2 separate regions of the Zea mays genome follow, and region 1 is linked to region 2. The links are chromatin contacts, called in public Hi-C maps. All regions are on one chromosome and are shown on one strand. The core of a region is the stretch at or near the end of the contact, and the rest is flanking DNA. Distances in the headings are between cores, read along the strand shown. Region 1 has its middle 7.6 kb from the start of LOC100284538. Region 2 holds the start of LOC103654647 (pentatricopeptide repeat-containing protein At3g13880).

Region 1 (6,842 bases), core at 3,819-6,318, 150 kb after region 2:
TACCCGCGAGAAAGAAAAGGGCGGCGCGGCTTACCAGCGGTGAGAGAGGTCCGGCAAGGGGCGGGGTTGGCTCCGGGAGGTCCTGGCGGTCACAACGATGTACGACTTGATGGCGGGGGTGGCCGGAATCGTCCGGTCCACGTGCGCAGGCGGGTGTTCTCGTCGGCGGCAGGTTCTCTGGCCAAACCACGGCGATCTAGTTCAATCCAATGGCACGGTGAGCTTCACGGGGTGACGTAGAGGCTGTGTGCACAAGGAATCGAAGAATGGAGCAGAGGATTACCCGGTCTACGCTCGCCGGCGGTCGGGTGGAGTCCGGTGACCGTGGACTGGCCTCTCCGGCGAACCAAACTCCGATTCCTCGCTCGGGGAGCTTTACCGAGGTGTGCTCAGTCTTCTCCGAGGGCTGGACGGGGTTGGGAAGGGTCCGGTTGGCCGGTCTACGGTGGCAGGGGGATCGGGCGGCCGCGGGCACGCCGTGCACGGGCAAACGCCGGTGGTTTTGGGCTCCGGTTAGGTCGAGCGCGTGTGGAGGGGTACGGTCAAGGTCCCTGGGGGCTTTATAGGCGCTGGCGCGGGCCATGGCGCCGGCTGGGCTTTGGCGCGACGCGGGGCACGCGGGGCGCGCGTCGGGCGTGCTCTGGCGAGCCCAGAGTGCGTCGAACACGTGGTCGTTGTTTTCTGCCCTTGTTCTTGCGCCTGCTGAGCAGCCAAACGTGCGAATCTCACCCTATGGCTTGTGTAAGATTTCTTCCCTGCACCTAGGGCTACCTAGTTCATGTAAGTTCCAAGGGAAGATCGGGTCTGGTTTAGAAGATATGGTGGCGCCAAGTATTGTCTGTCTGCACTGTTCAACCCGAGACAAAACAGGTGCCAACTCGTGTCAAACGGTCTTGGCTTGGGTTCAAACTCTTCCAGGGGGTTCCTTAGATAATTTGGCTCCTTTTTGTTATTTAGACCCTGGGGTTTTGGTGTCATTAGCTAGGTGAACACCCCTGATCTCTAGATTAGGGCTGATTTTGGACTTAGAGGGAATGGGGGTGATTCCATAGTGTTCTCCACTTGGGGCTGATTTAGTGGTCTTATAGGGGTCTTTTTGTAAAGTTTCTTTACTGTCTTTTGTAAACATTTTGGTACTCTTAAACTTTGGTTAAGTTTTAAATTATGAAATGTGCATTTGCTTGATCTTTCTCTCAACTAAAGGCTTTAAGAGAGAGGACCCAAGGTTCAATCCTACCTTGCCCAAGGTGATATTGCCTAAAGGCTTGGGTAATGCTTTGGTCCTTAGCATTTCTTAAATCACTCATGCTTCCAAGGTCTTAGGTGCTCCCTCTCCTCCAAGTCTTAACCACATGTGATAATAGGTATATGTGTCATTAGGAAGCCAGCCCTTGGTAACACCTGGGGTGTTACAGAATCTTCTGTTCACCAAAGCATCCCACTGATGACTGATCCGCTCAGCTCCAGAAAACAGGGAATGGGAAGTATAATAGTCCCAGATTGACCTCTAAACACCCATTCTAGCTCCCGGAACTTCAGAGAGAAAGGGGAATAGCGGCCTGGAATATCCAGACTGTGCTCCATTGTAGCACATAAGAAGAAGAAAAACAACACAACGCCCATGAATTCCGCTGTAATCAAGCACCATTTCAGGTCGGCGCACAAAGAGCACGAGCTCGCCTGAAGTTCCGCGGGCGGAGAGCACGTAGAGATAGATGATGATCTTTCAATCCACTCGTGGGAAGGGAAATCGATCCGCGCCACGCGGGAGGAGACGTAAGCGATAGATGATGATGTACCAATCCTCATCTCAGTTGCACACGCAGTGGAACTAGGGACGGGGGGAGGAAAATTTGATCCACCCAGAGAAGGGTTAGCGGCATGCACCTGCTCAATGTCACGCTCCACGGGCCCCGCCCGGATGCCGCCGAGATCCGACGAGACGTCCGACATGGCAGTGGCCTCCGCATCAGCCCCGGTGCTGGCACCGCCCCATCACGGCCAGGCGCGCGCGGACCGCTGGCCTCGTTCACCGAGCCCTGCCGCCACGCGCGGGGGGAGGCGGCGCGCTTCAATGGGGGCTCGCTCGCCTGCGCAGGTCAGGGTGGGCAGGGCAACTCGCGGATGAGGGTAGATAAAGTTCACGAGGTAGGGCGGGCGGGAGGGCGGATCCACTACCGGAATTTGGCTCTTTGCCGAGTGTCATATTCTTTGCCGAGTGTTTTATTTCGGGCACTCGGCAAAGAGCTCTTTGCCGAGTGCCACGCAAAAAACCCTCGGTAAAATAAAACACTCGGCGAAGAAGCTCTTTGCCGAGTGTCTTATTTTTGACACTCGGCAAAGAGTTTCTTTGCCGAGTGTCTTTTTTTGACACTCGGCAAAGGGCTCTTTGCCGAGTGTCACAAATACAACACTCGGCAAAGAGCTCTTTGCCGAGTGTTTTTTCTCCAACACTAGGCAAAGACAATTTAAAAATCACATTTTAAAGTAGTAAAATAATTCAAATGAAAAAGTTTTCAACTACAAATTTGTATAACTCATCATGATGTACAATTTATATATTGAACATTTCTTCATATGACAAAATAAAAATAAATTTGTTCATAAAACCTATATCTCTCTCGTAGTTTATGAAACTACGAGAGAGACGTATAGAATTTGTGCATATTGTTAGAACCATCATCTGAGATAAACAAATTATCAAACAACCAAAATAAACTTTGTAGATCTTGAGAAGTTATAGAAGTTTATAGTTGACAACTTTTTCATTTGAAGTCATATTGTCAACGAAAAATACGTCTGAATTTAAAAAATTTAAAATTTGAATTTTGAAAACGACTTCGAAAGGAAAAACCACAAACATGAAAGTTGTAGGTATTGAAGAGCTATGAAACTTTGTAGTTGACAATGTTTTAGTTTGAAATCATCTTGTTATGCAAAACTATGTTTACATTTTGAAATTTGAATTTTTCAAACTGTCTCGGATGGAAAAACCACCAAAATAAAAGTTGTAGGTCTTGAAATGTAATGAAACTTTGTAGTTGACAATTTCTTGATTTGAAATCATCTTATCATTGAAAATTTCGTGTGAAATTTTTAAATTTAAAATTCAAATTTTATAAACGGTCTCGGATGTAGAAACTATTAAAATAAAACTTTTAGATCTCAAAAAGTTATGCAACTTTATAGTTGATCACATTTTCAAATGAATTCATTTAGTGCCTTAAATAATCAAATTACTCTCGATTTGTTATAGTACATGGGGAATGGAAACGTAATATAAACATAATTGGTGTAGTAGTGTAGTGGTATAGGAGGGTATGCGCGAGAGAGAGGTTGTGAGTTCGAATCTCACCATTTACAAAACATATAAGTTTGATTCAAAATAATAGTGAAAAATGATAGGGCAACGGGTAAGGTAATAGGGTAGGGTTAGAGAGTTGTTCCTAAAATTTAAAAAATGTTTTGCTGTTTTTTTTTTATTTTTTCGATTCTTAATTTACCGAGTGTTTTTCTTTGCCGAGTGCTTTTTGACACTCGGCAAAGTCTTTGCCGAGTGTCCGAAAAAAAGCACTCGGCAAAGAACCCTTTGCCGATGAAATCTTTGCCGAGTGTTCTTTGCCGAGTGTTACACTCGGCAAAGCCTTTGCCGAGTGTAAAATAGTCTTTGCCGAGTGTCGTAGACACTCGGCAAAGAACGCGATTCCGGTAGTGATCGCGGGGATCGCGGCGGTCACGACGGTTGTTGGCGGATTGCTCGGGCGGGCGGATCGCGGCCGTGCGCAGTGGTCTACAGTAGTCTCTTAATAGTTATTAGAGATTTAGAATTAGTCTTTTTAACATTAAATAATTTTATCATGGTATATCAGTAGGATTATAAGATTACTATAATTATTTATTTACCATATAATTTTTTAATATTTTAAATGGCGTACATAATTTTTTTAGCATATTATGAATGGAATAGGTGAGGTGAGATTCGGTTAGTTATATGAACGTGCAAAGATAGAGAGAGAACGCACCGCGCATGCATGAACTTTCGGACTTTCCTGCGCCACGCGCAACGGAAGCCATACATGCTTGTCCGAGACAAGAAAGTAGGAGTGGCAAAGTACTATAAGCTACCGCGCGCTGACCTGCTCTGTAGGTCCCCAACTAAAGAACCGGAAGTAGGGATCGACGTCCATCCAATATCGTCATATACAACTGCACCCCTGCAAAGGTGAATCGATGCTAGCTAAAATGGGGATCCAAATCCGATATGATGATATTGCGCGTCCTGGAAGGCGAACGAAAGCGCACGAACCGATGCTCTCAATATATATCTCCATCTCATCGTCGATCTGCCACAAGATCTCGAGTACACACGTCGATCAGGCTATCAAATTAATTGGCAGTTAATATCTCTCTCTCTCTCTCGACCAGTCGATCGTCCTACAAGTACTGACGATTTAGTACTGGTTGTTATGGCGCACTTGGCCGCCATGAAGAACAGTTACTACTGAGCTAGGCTGTGTGAGGGAACAGGCAAGCAATGGAATGGACCGGTCTATATATATAGATCCTGGACCAGAGGCATCTATCTCGGCACTGATGATGAACACGATCCGGTTGCAGGAGAGGAGGGAACAACGATCTGACCAGGAGCTCTGGGCCCGAGCCCAAGCGGATGGATCGGGGGGACGAGTGAAAGCGAAAGGTCCATGCATCCCTGCAGCTGCAAGCACATAAACGACGACGAGACTCTGTAAAATCCTGGATTTTTGATCCCGTCGATCGGCGGCAGCGGCTGGGCGAGCGAGCGAGCGCTCGGCACGTGACTCGTCTACGCCGCGCCGGCCGCCAACTCGATAAACGTCCTTTTTTGGGACCATGCATGCCGGCAGGGCGCGGCGACAATGGCCATTCCTTCACTCTCCCGTCTCTCCTCCTTCTCCCCACCCTAGCTACCCTCTATCTACTACGCTAAGGATTCCCCATCATGAAGAACCCCCTACTAAGCGGCTGGGCTAGTACTAGAGCTCTAGCTCGTAGGAGTAGATATAGCTGCAGCGCTCATGCCTGCATCTGCATCTGCACCTGCACCATCACCCTATCTCTCTCTCTCTAGAGAGCTAGACTCTAGGTCGTCTCTCTCTCTCTACATCATCTCTCATGATCGAGGTGAGAGCGAAGCAGATAAAAAGAGGAGAGAGAGAGAACCTATGGGTTGGGAGCATGCTGCACTGTAGCGACGGCGATAAAGATGAGGACAGTACGCTGGACGCATATGCAGCAGTTGCAGCTTCCGCGTCCTGCGCCATGCATGTGCCCTCTCTCTCTCTTTAAGCCATCAATACAGTACGCGTGTGTCGAATCATATTTCTCCAACAATAACCATATATATGCGGCGTTGTAAAATATATATACTGGACACCCAACACACGTACTCCTTCCGACATGCAATGTAAGATCAGTTTAATTAACCGTGCTGCTACCTCTAACACGGAGAGGGAGAGAGACGCGCACACCAACAGCTTTCACCCTACTGGAAAAAGGAGATATGAATGAACAGTGTGCTGTGTGTCTTTCGCTAGCATCCGTCGCATCCCTTCTTGCCCTCCTATGCTTCCCTCCTTTTAGAGCACAGCGGAACGGCGTAAAAAGGGTGTGTGGCGAGAGACTCCAGTACACCATATCGATCGCAACTATTCTGCATCATCCCATCGACGACGACGACGACACACACACACACATTATTCCGGCCGTCATGTCTAGCTTGTACATATATAGTGGACCCTGCATGTGTTGTTGTGACATGCATGTGGGCTCAATCCACATGCTTCGTCCACGCTCAAAAAAAAAACCCCCACTACTATACAAATTCATGTATTGTACACACAACACGTGCCCCATGCAGATATGTATATATAAAAAGCACAGATTATTTGGGGCGTCTAACATTTTCAATTCAGGAATTTGTGGCGAACATCTTTTTCGCGTTCGTACAAATATCATGTAATGCTTCTTGTACAATTTGGTTAAAAAAACTAACAAATAATCACCAAAGCGTAATGCTTGTACAAATATCTACTGTAAAAAAATAGTTTGTACGTGTAATGCTTGTAGAGAAGAAGAAAAAATAAAGGCAGAAAATTAACCTAAAAGGATCGAGCGAATTAGATGCTAAGCTTTACTTATTAACCATATATATGTATCAATGTCCAAATAAGATGCGGCGTGAAGAAAGAAGCCATATATACAATAAAACACTGGTTCATTTGCGGCTTTCTAAGATATGTGTGTGACGACGACAGATTAGAACAAGATACCCGCGATGCTACTTACAGATAAACAATATATACCATTGTATATATATTGTTCTAATATACAATGGTCGTAGGTCCAATCAGTCTCAGTAGAAGCTATCAAAAGGTTTCTATGAACAGCTAACACTATATGCATGCATATGCAAAGATTACATATACTACAGCACAATATTATATGAACAGTTAACAAACTTTTGACTTATTTAGTATATACGCATGATCCAGAATCGAAAACGTACGCATGAAATTTCTCTAGCAAACTTCCAAGGGAGTTACTGACGATTATTGTTCCAGCTAGCCTTTTCGATTGAAAGGAACAGACCAAAGCCAAAGAGATTAGGCCGAATCACCATGTGCCTGATTGTGACTTCTAGTTAATTAGCTAAAAAATATGGAATACTTTAGTTATTTGATGAACAAGAGAGTGCTTACTTTTTAAGAAACCAATGAATTCGCGTGCCGTACGTTTTATCTCTTTAAAAATGCCACTTTGTGCTCACCACACAGCAAAATCTCGCAACACGCATAAATAGT
Region 2 (6,525 bases), core at 2,252-4,751:
TGTTGTGGGTTGCTGACTGCCCACATACTCAGGAATGTATGGAGAACAACATGAAGTAGTGTGAAGGACCTCCTTCGGCTGATTCTGCCGTGCTTTGGCTTTAGTTATTTCTTTTTGCTTCTAGATCGTGCTTGGCACGTCCTTGTTGTATGTCCCTTATCCTCCCCATTGAATAGACAGAACAACCTCCTGGGTTGGGAGCTAAACCTTCCTCCGAAGCTTCTTCCTCCTCTACCCCTTGGAGTTGGTGGCCTGTAAGAGCTTTGTTGCATCCTTGAAGATTGGGAGCTTTGCTGGTTGCCTTGAGTGTGGTTTGCCCCGTCAACACTTGAGCTGGGATTGTGGATTGTTCTGACATGCCTAGGGTGGAGCCTTCCTCCGAAGCCCCTAGTCATCTCAGAATACCTGTAGTCATTACCAGCCCTGATGTACTCATCCATCTTCTGGAGGAGCTTTTCTAGAGTTTGTGGTGGCTTCCTAGCAAAATATTGAGATGTCGGTCCTGGTCGGAGCCCCTTGATCATAGCTTCGATGACAATCTCATTTGGCACCGTTGGTGCCTAGGCCTTGAGTCACAGAAATCTTCGGACATATGCCTGCAAGCACTCTTCATGGTCTTGTGTACACTAGAACAAGGCTTGGGCGGTTACTGGCTTCGTTTGGAAACCCTGAAAACTAGTTACCAACATGTCCTTTAGCTTTTGCCATGACGTGATCGTTTCCGGGCGAAGGGTTTAGGGTTTACTGGCTCCTGACTGCCATGACGAAGGATTTCGCCATGACAGCTATGTTGCCACCATATGAGGATATGGTTGCTTCGTAACTCATGAGAAATTGCTTCGGATCTGAATGCCCATCGTACATGGGAAGCTGCAGTGGCTTGTAAGATGGTGGCCATGGGGTAGCCTGCAATTCTGCTGCTAGAGGAGAAGCATAATCAAAAGCAAAGTTACCATGATGAAAGTCATCAATACCATTCATCATCATTGATTGGACTTTTTGACGAAGCTCTCTGCTAAGGCCTTCGTCCTTGGTCATCTTAGGTGATGTAACACATTTCTTCAGGAGCTTCGTCAATCTTACTCTGAAGGTCAGCTAGCCGAAGCATCTTCTCTCTCTTCCTCTGCACTTGTTGGTGTATGGCTTCCAGGTCTCTGATTTCTTGGTCTAACTCCTCCTCCCACGGTGTTGGGCTCGTAGCCTTCCTTTTTCTGGCTCCGGGCTTCTCTCAGCGAGAGAGTCTCTTGGTTGGTGTCCAGTGGCTGAAGGGCAGCCTCTGGCGCTATTGCCTTCTTCGGCGGCCTGACGAAGGTGGTCGTTTGAGTTCACCGAAGGTGGGCGCTAATGTTAGTCACTTGTTCTCAAATGTTGTGGTCAAGAACAAGGCAACACGATTGTTAAGGATTAAGGACCTTCGTCCTCCGAAGTATTACCTCCTTTCGGATATATTAATCTTCAGACGAAGGTCATGAAAAACAAGCCTTCATGATTCATGAGGGTAAAAATACATAGAGACAATGAATGTAATCTATTGGCTCTTACACATGAGTATTTCATAATACACACATGAATATTAACAAAATTTATATTACATTGATACCTTCGGCTTGTTCGAAGGTGAAGATGCGAGAGCGATTACCATTCAACATGAACAGTATGGTGCTACTGTTCATCTATTTATAGACACAGGACGCAGCCCGAGTAAAAGTACATTTGTGTACTCAACATTTATTCATAACTATAACATAAATTATTAGGGACTGGCTTGTCTTTTTCTCTTCGGGTCAGCATCATGTTTGGTCTTCATCATTATTTTAAGTCGAAGCTGTTACTCTTCGGCTATAGCTTCAGCGTTCATTCTTATCATCTTCGGGCTATATCTTCGTCTTGTATACCTTTGCCATGGGAGAAAACTTCCATCCTGAAGTCGAAGCTCCCTGTAGTAATCCATGTTATGCTAAAAGCAGATGGTTAGTCATATTTTTGAGGATCTTCGGAAGAGTAAGACCCCAACAACCTCGAAGGTGGGAGTGGTGGTGGTTCCAAATCTGGTTCAAAGGCTAGTACAAGTGATAATGGGAGGACTAAAATATGATTAGAGGCAAAGTGAGGTGTCCTAAATGTGCAGAGTTGGGACACAGGAAAACAAGCTACAAGTGCCTACTAAATGGAACCAAGAAAAGGCAAGATTTTAGCTTTTGTTCCACATTGTATTTGTATTATCCATGTGTTATTTACTTTAACTCTTTTAACATCACAGGAAGAAAAAGCCAAGAAAAAATGCTACCAAAGGATGGCTTTCTAAAGATTCGACTCCAGAAAGGCCAATTGATAGACGAGAGCAAATATTGCAAGAAAGTCCTGGAATAGTGACAAGAAGGTACAATACTATTAACATCTACCATTTATGCATTATGCTGATCTTAAAAAGAGAACATCACCAATTTATTGTCACATGTGCAGACCTTTAGCTTTATTGATGGAAGAAGGCACCACCATGGAGGCTTCTTCCTCTCAAATTTTAGAGATCACTACATCAGCTCCAAGAAAGTTGACTCCAAAGAAGGCGAAGAGAAATTTAAATGTCTGACATATCACTTTAATGAAGCAAACTTATTTTGTGTGAGAACTGTTTTTTGTGAAAACTTATTCGTATGAGACCTTACATGGTGTCTTGTAGCAGCATCAATGCTGAAGATTAAATTGTGTGCATGTCAGACCATTTTGTATGCTGCTCTCAATAAACTTTGAATGGAATGGTTACATTTCTTCAGTAATGGTCTAGTTGTCTGACAATGAATTGTCTTCAGCAATGGGTCCTAGCTAGGAGCTCATTTTAGTGGGTACGTACGAGAGAAAGATAACTTGAAAAGAAAATAAGAAAAACTATAGAGGGACGAACGACATATGCTGACAAGGGGTGACAATCGCGCAAGGTATTTAATTGTATTGATGGATTGGTGATATCAGAACTCTTTAGGACTTGTTTGGATAATCTGATATTGAAGTGGATTGAGGTGGTATGTGGTGTATTGGAGTGTAATATGAACTAATTTTTTTTCAATCCCCTTCAATACACCTCAATCCACTTCAATCCCACTATAACCAAACAAAGCCTTAGGAAATAGTTGCAGAGAGCGAGGTAATTCTGCAACAAAACAGAGAGTGAGGGTAATATAGTCTGTTCGGGTAGTAAAAAAGAGAAGGAAAAAATATTTCTAAATTAGTTTATAATTCTATTTCGACACAGTTGAGATTGTTGTTATATTGAAGCTTAAATTGTAGATGCTATTGTGTCGAAGCTACCTGAAATAAGATCTATAAGGGCTAGTTTGGAAACCTTAATTTTCCAAGGGAATTTTATTTTCCAAAAAAAAATTAATTCATTTTTTTATAGAAAAATAGAAATTCTTTGGAAAATTAAGGTTCTCAAACTAGCCCTAATAGAAAAAAAAACCTCATGTTCGATGGGACGAGTCTGATATGGGTCTGGCTTGGGACGAGTCAAGGATGAATTTTACAGGTTACTATTGTAAAAGTATAGTGTTTAGAGGTTTGGATTTTTTAGAGGGGTAATCATTATTCATAAAAATTTATAGTCTACTGTTGCAATCAGTCTAACTAATAATGTCGTCAATGCTTTAAACCCTCTAGAACTCCCTCTCTTGCATGAGGGCGGCCGCCATGCTCCCGCAGCGCCGCGTTCCATGCTGCCGCAGAGACAGAGGTCGCCGGAGCCGGACCATCTTCTCCCAATCCCAACCCACCCCGTGCACCCAAACCATACTACGCTTCCAACTCAGTTGCGACCTGCTGAAGGTCCACCGCACGGCGCCGGCCACCGCTTCCCGCCCCTGGAGCCGTCGCTTTACGCGGACCTCTTCCGGCGCGCGTCGCGGGGCCGGTTGCTGCCGCTGGCCAGGCTCACCCACTCCCACATGATCCGCGCGGGGTACCGGCCGGGTCTGTTCCTGAGCAACAACCTGCTGGCCGCCTACGTCCGCTGCGACGACACGCGGAGCGCCCGACTGCTGTTCGACGGCATGCCGCGCCGGGACGTCGTCACCTGGAATACGCTCATCGCCGGATACGCCACCCAGGGCTCCGCGAGCTTGGCGCTCGGCGCGTTTCGGGGCGCGCGGTGGGATGGCTCTGTCGCTGTGGATAGGTTCACCTACGCCGCAGTGCTGGCCGCGTGCGGTGGCGCCAGGGACTGGAGGAGCGGCCGTGTCACGCATGGGCTGGCTGTGGTCAGCGGGCTTGCACGGACCGCGTTCGTGGCTAACTCGGTGATTGACATGTACGCCAAGTGCGGGATGATTGACGAGGTGAGGCTGGCGTTTGATCGAGCCGATGAGCGGGATGAGGTTTCGTGGAACCTGCTCTTGTCCGCGTATGTGCGGATGGGGTGGCCAGAGGTTGCGGTCAGTGTGCTTGTCTGGATGCACCGGTCAGGTGTGAAGCTCGATGCTTTCGCCCTGGGTAGGATCCTGAAGGCTTGTTCTGAGCTTGAAGATTCAGAGGATGTAAGGAGGATGCTTCATGGTTGTGTGATTAAGGTCGGTTTGGACTTGGATGTGTTTGTTGGAAGCACCATGATGGACATGTATGCAAAGAACGGCGGGTTGGAGGAGGCCATCAAGGTGTTTGGTTGCATTCCATGCCAGAATGTGGTAATTTACAATACCATGATAGCAGGATTTGCTCGTTTAGGTAACGATCCATGTCCTGAGATTAGAATGGAAGCAATCAGGATTTATTCAAACATGCTCTGTAGGAGGATAAGGCCGTCCAAATTTACATTCAAGAGCGTGCTTGAAGTGTGCAATTTGATCAATGAGCCACGATGTTGGAGGCAACTACATGCCCATGTTATACTCTTTGGGTTCGAAGACGATGAGTTCATTGCAAATGCACTGATTAATTTGTATTCCAAAGTATGTCTAGTTGATGATAGTCTGAGATGCTTCCATAGGACTCCCAAACAAGAGATTTTTACATGGACTTCTATGATTAGAGCATTTGTGCACAATGAACATTCTGATAAGGCACTACACTTTTTCAGAGAGCTTCGTTATACAGGAGTGGAGCCTGACCAATTCACCATTTCATGTGTGATGAATGCCTGTGCTGATCTAAGTATGCCAATAGCATGTGAACAGATACACTGTTATGCAGTCAAATCTGGATTTGATCGGTTTACTCTATGCGGCAATTCACAGATCGAGATGTATAGGGGTACAGGTGATCTTAAGGCTGCAAAAAAGTCATTTGAGAGAATACCATCCCTGGATACTTTCTCATGGTCTCAAATGATCTTGAGCTATGCAGTGCATGGCCATGGAAGAGAGGCTCTACTGCTATTTAAGAAAATGAGGGATTGTGGTGTCATGATAAATGAGTTTGCATTTCTTGCTGTTCTTGTTGCTTGTAGCCATGAGGGACTGATAGATGAAGGTTTCAGGTATGCATTATTGCATTTTTGTTTTCTCTAAATGAGCAAAATATCACCTTGATTTTTTGTTTCTTAGATAAGTAGTTGCCTTCCTCCTGCCTACCTGTAACATACTTGTGGTAATTTACAAGGGATTTTACATAGTCATCAACCTACACAAAAAATTCATGCAACAAGTTGGAGATGGGAGTTCGAGAATTGTATATAGAAAGTTAGTAATGCCAACAGTAGATTATGGAACAAAATCTTCCTAAACAACTGCCATCGTCCATATCTTAGACCCTGAATCCTTCTCCTGCACTAATAAAAAACGGCATGCTGCATTAGCTGAAATGCATAACTCAAAGAAAAACCCGAGGGTCATCCAAAAGGTGGTGTCGGACTCTCCTGCTAGATAAAAAAAAACTTGGCCGGGGAGAGAAAGACCGCCCTCCCGATATTCCATATAAGAAGAGACCGAAACAATGGTCCCGGTCGAGAAAATCCCCGAACCCTGGCCCCCCATCACTAACGGGCCGGCGTCAACTGTCCACTCTGCAACGGTCCAACCGGAGGGTGGCGCACAGGACATCACAACTCGAGAGCGGATGGGGCACAGCGAGGGGATTTTTTTAACCAAGCCTGAAAATTCGCTCCTGATAGGAATGTAACCCAGGACTTGGAGGTGCTACTCGGAAGTCCTTAACTGCTAGGCTAGAGGCCCTTTCGCACTCTCCTGCAAGATAGAAAATTAATTGTTTATGCTAGCTACATCGAGACATGCATTTAAATTACCAGTTGCAAAAACTTGTAGGATCGTCAGACTTGAAGTAACACCGCCAGTGCCGGTCCCAAGCCCGGATATAAAAGGTGGAGGGTTTGAATTTGACATACCTTTTCTGTTACTTGTTTCCACTTAGCATGTAATGCTGCTAATTGTACTGTAGCCCTGAAGAATTTTAGATGTCTACTACTTGGCATGTAGTCCTAATTGCAGAATTTACTATACTACTACACAGAAATGAACAAAATGGATGCATCTTCCATTTTCTTTTTATTTATTTTCCACTTCTGAACATTGTTCATAACTG

Evidence for each region. Hi-C and Micro-C count contacts between places; a contact is called where the count stands out from the background.
Region 1: a contact with region 2 is called in a Hi-C map of tassel, with 3 times the contacts expected there. The contact joins the enhancer-like site here to the promoter of LOC103654647 in region 2. A contact is called at or near these places in 2 of 25 Hi-C or Micro-C datasets (ear and tassel).

Annotation. Positions count from the first base shown.
Region 1 is chr4:222,991,568-222,998,409 of Zm-B73-REFERENCE-NAM-5.0, forward strand. No RefSeq gene overlaps it. Among protein-coding and RNA genes, the nearest start is that of LOC100284538, 7.6 kb to the right of the region's middle. Within about 2 kb of position 5,069, at least 12 of the 20 cell types and tissues checked have an H3K27ac peak or open chromatin away from gene starts, as enhancers often do. A contact at or near this core is called in ear and tassel, where this site is marked.
Region 2 is chr4:222,843,357-222,849,881 of Zm-B73-REFERENCE-NAM-5.0, forward strand. LOC103654647 (pentatricopeptide repeat-containing protein At3g13880) reads left to right here and starts at 3,502. Exons shown (of 7, transcript XM_035967541.1): 1 at 3,502-5,464. The coding sequence starts at 3,708.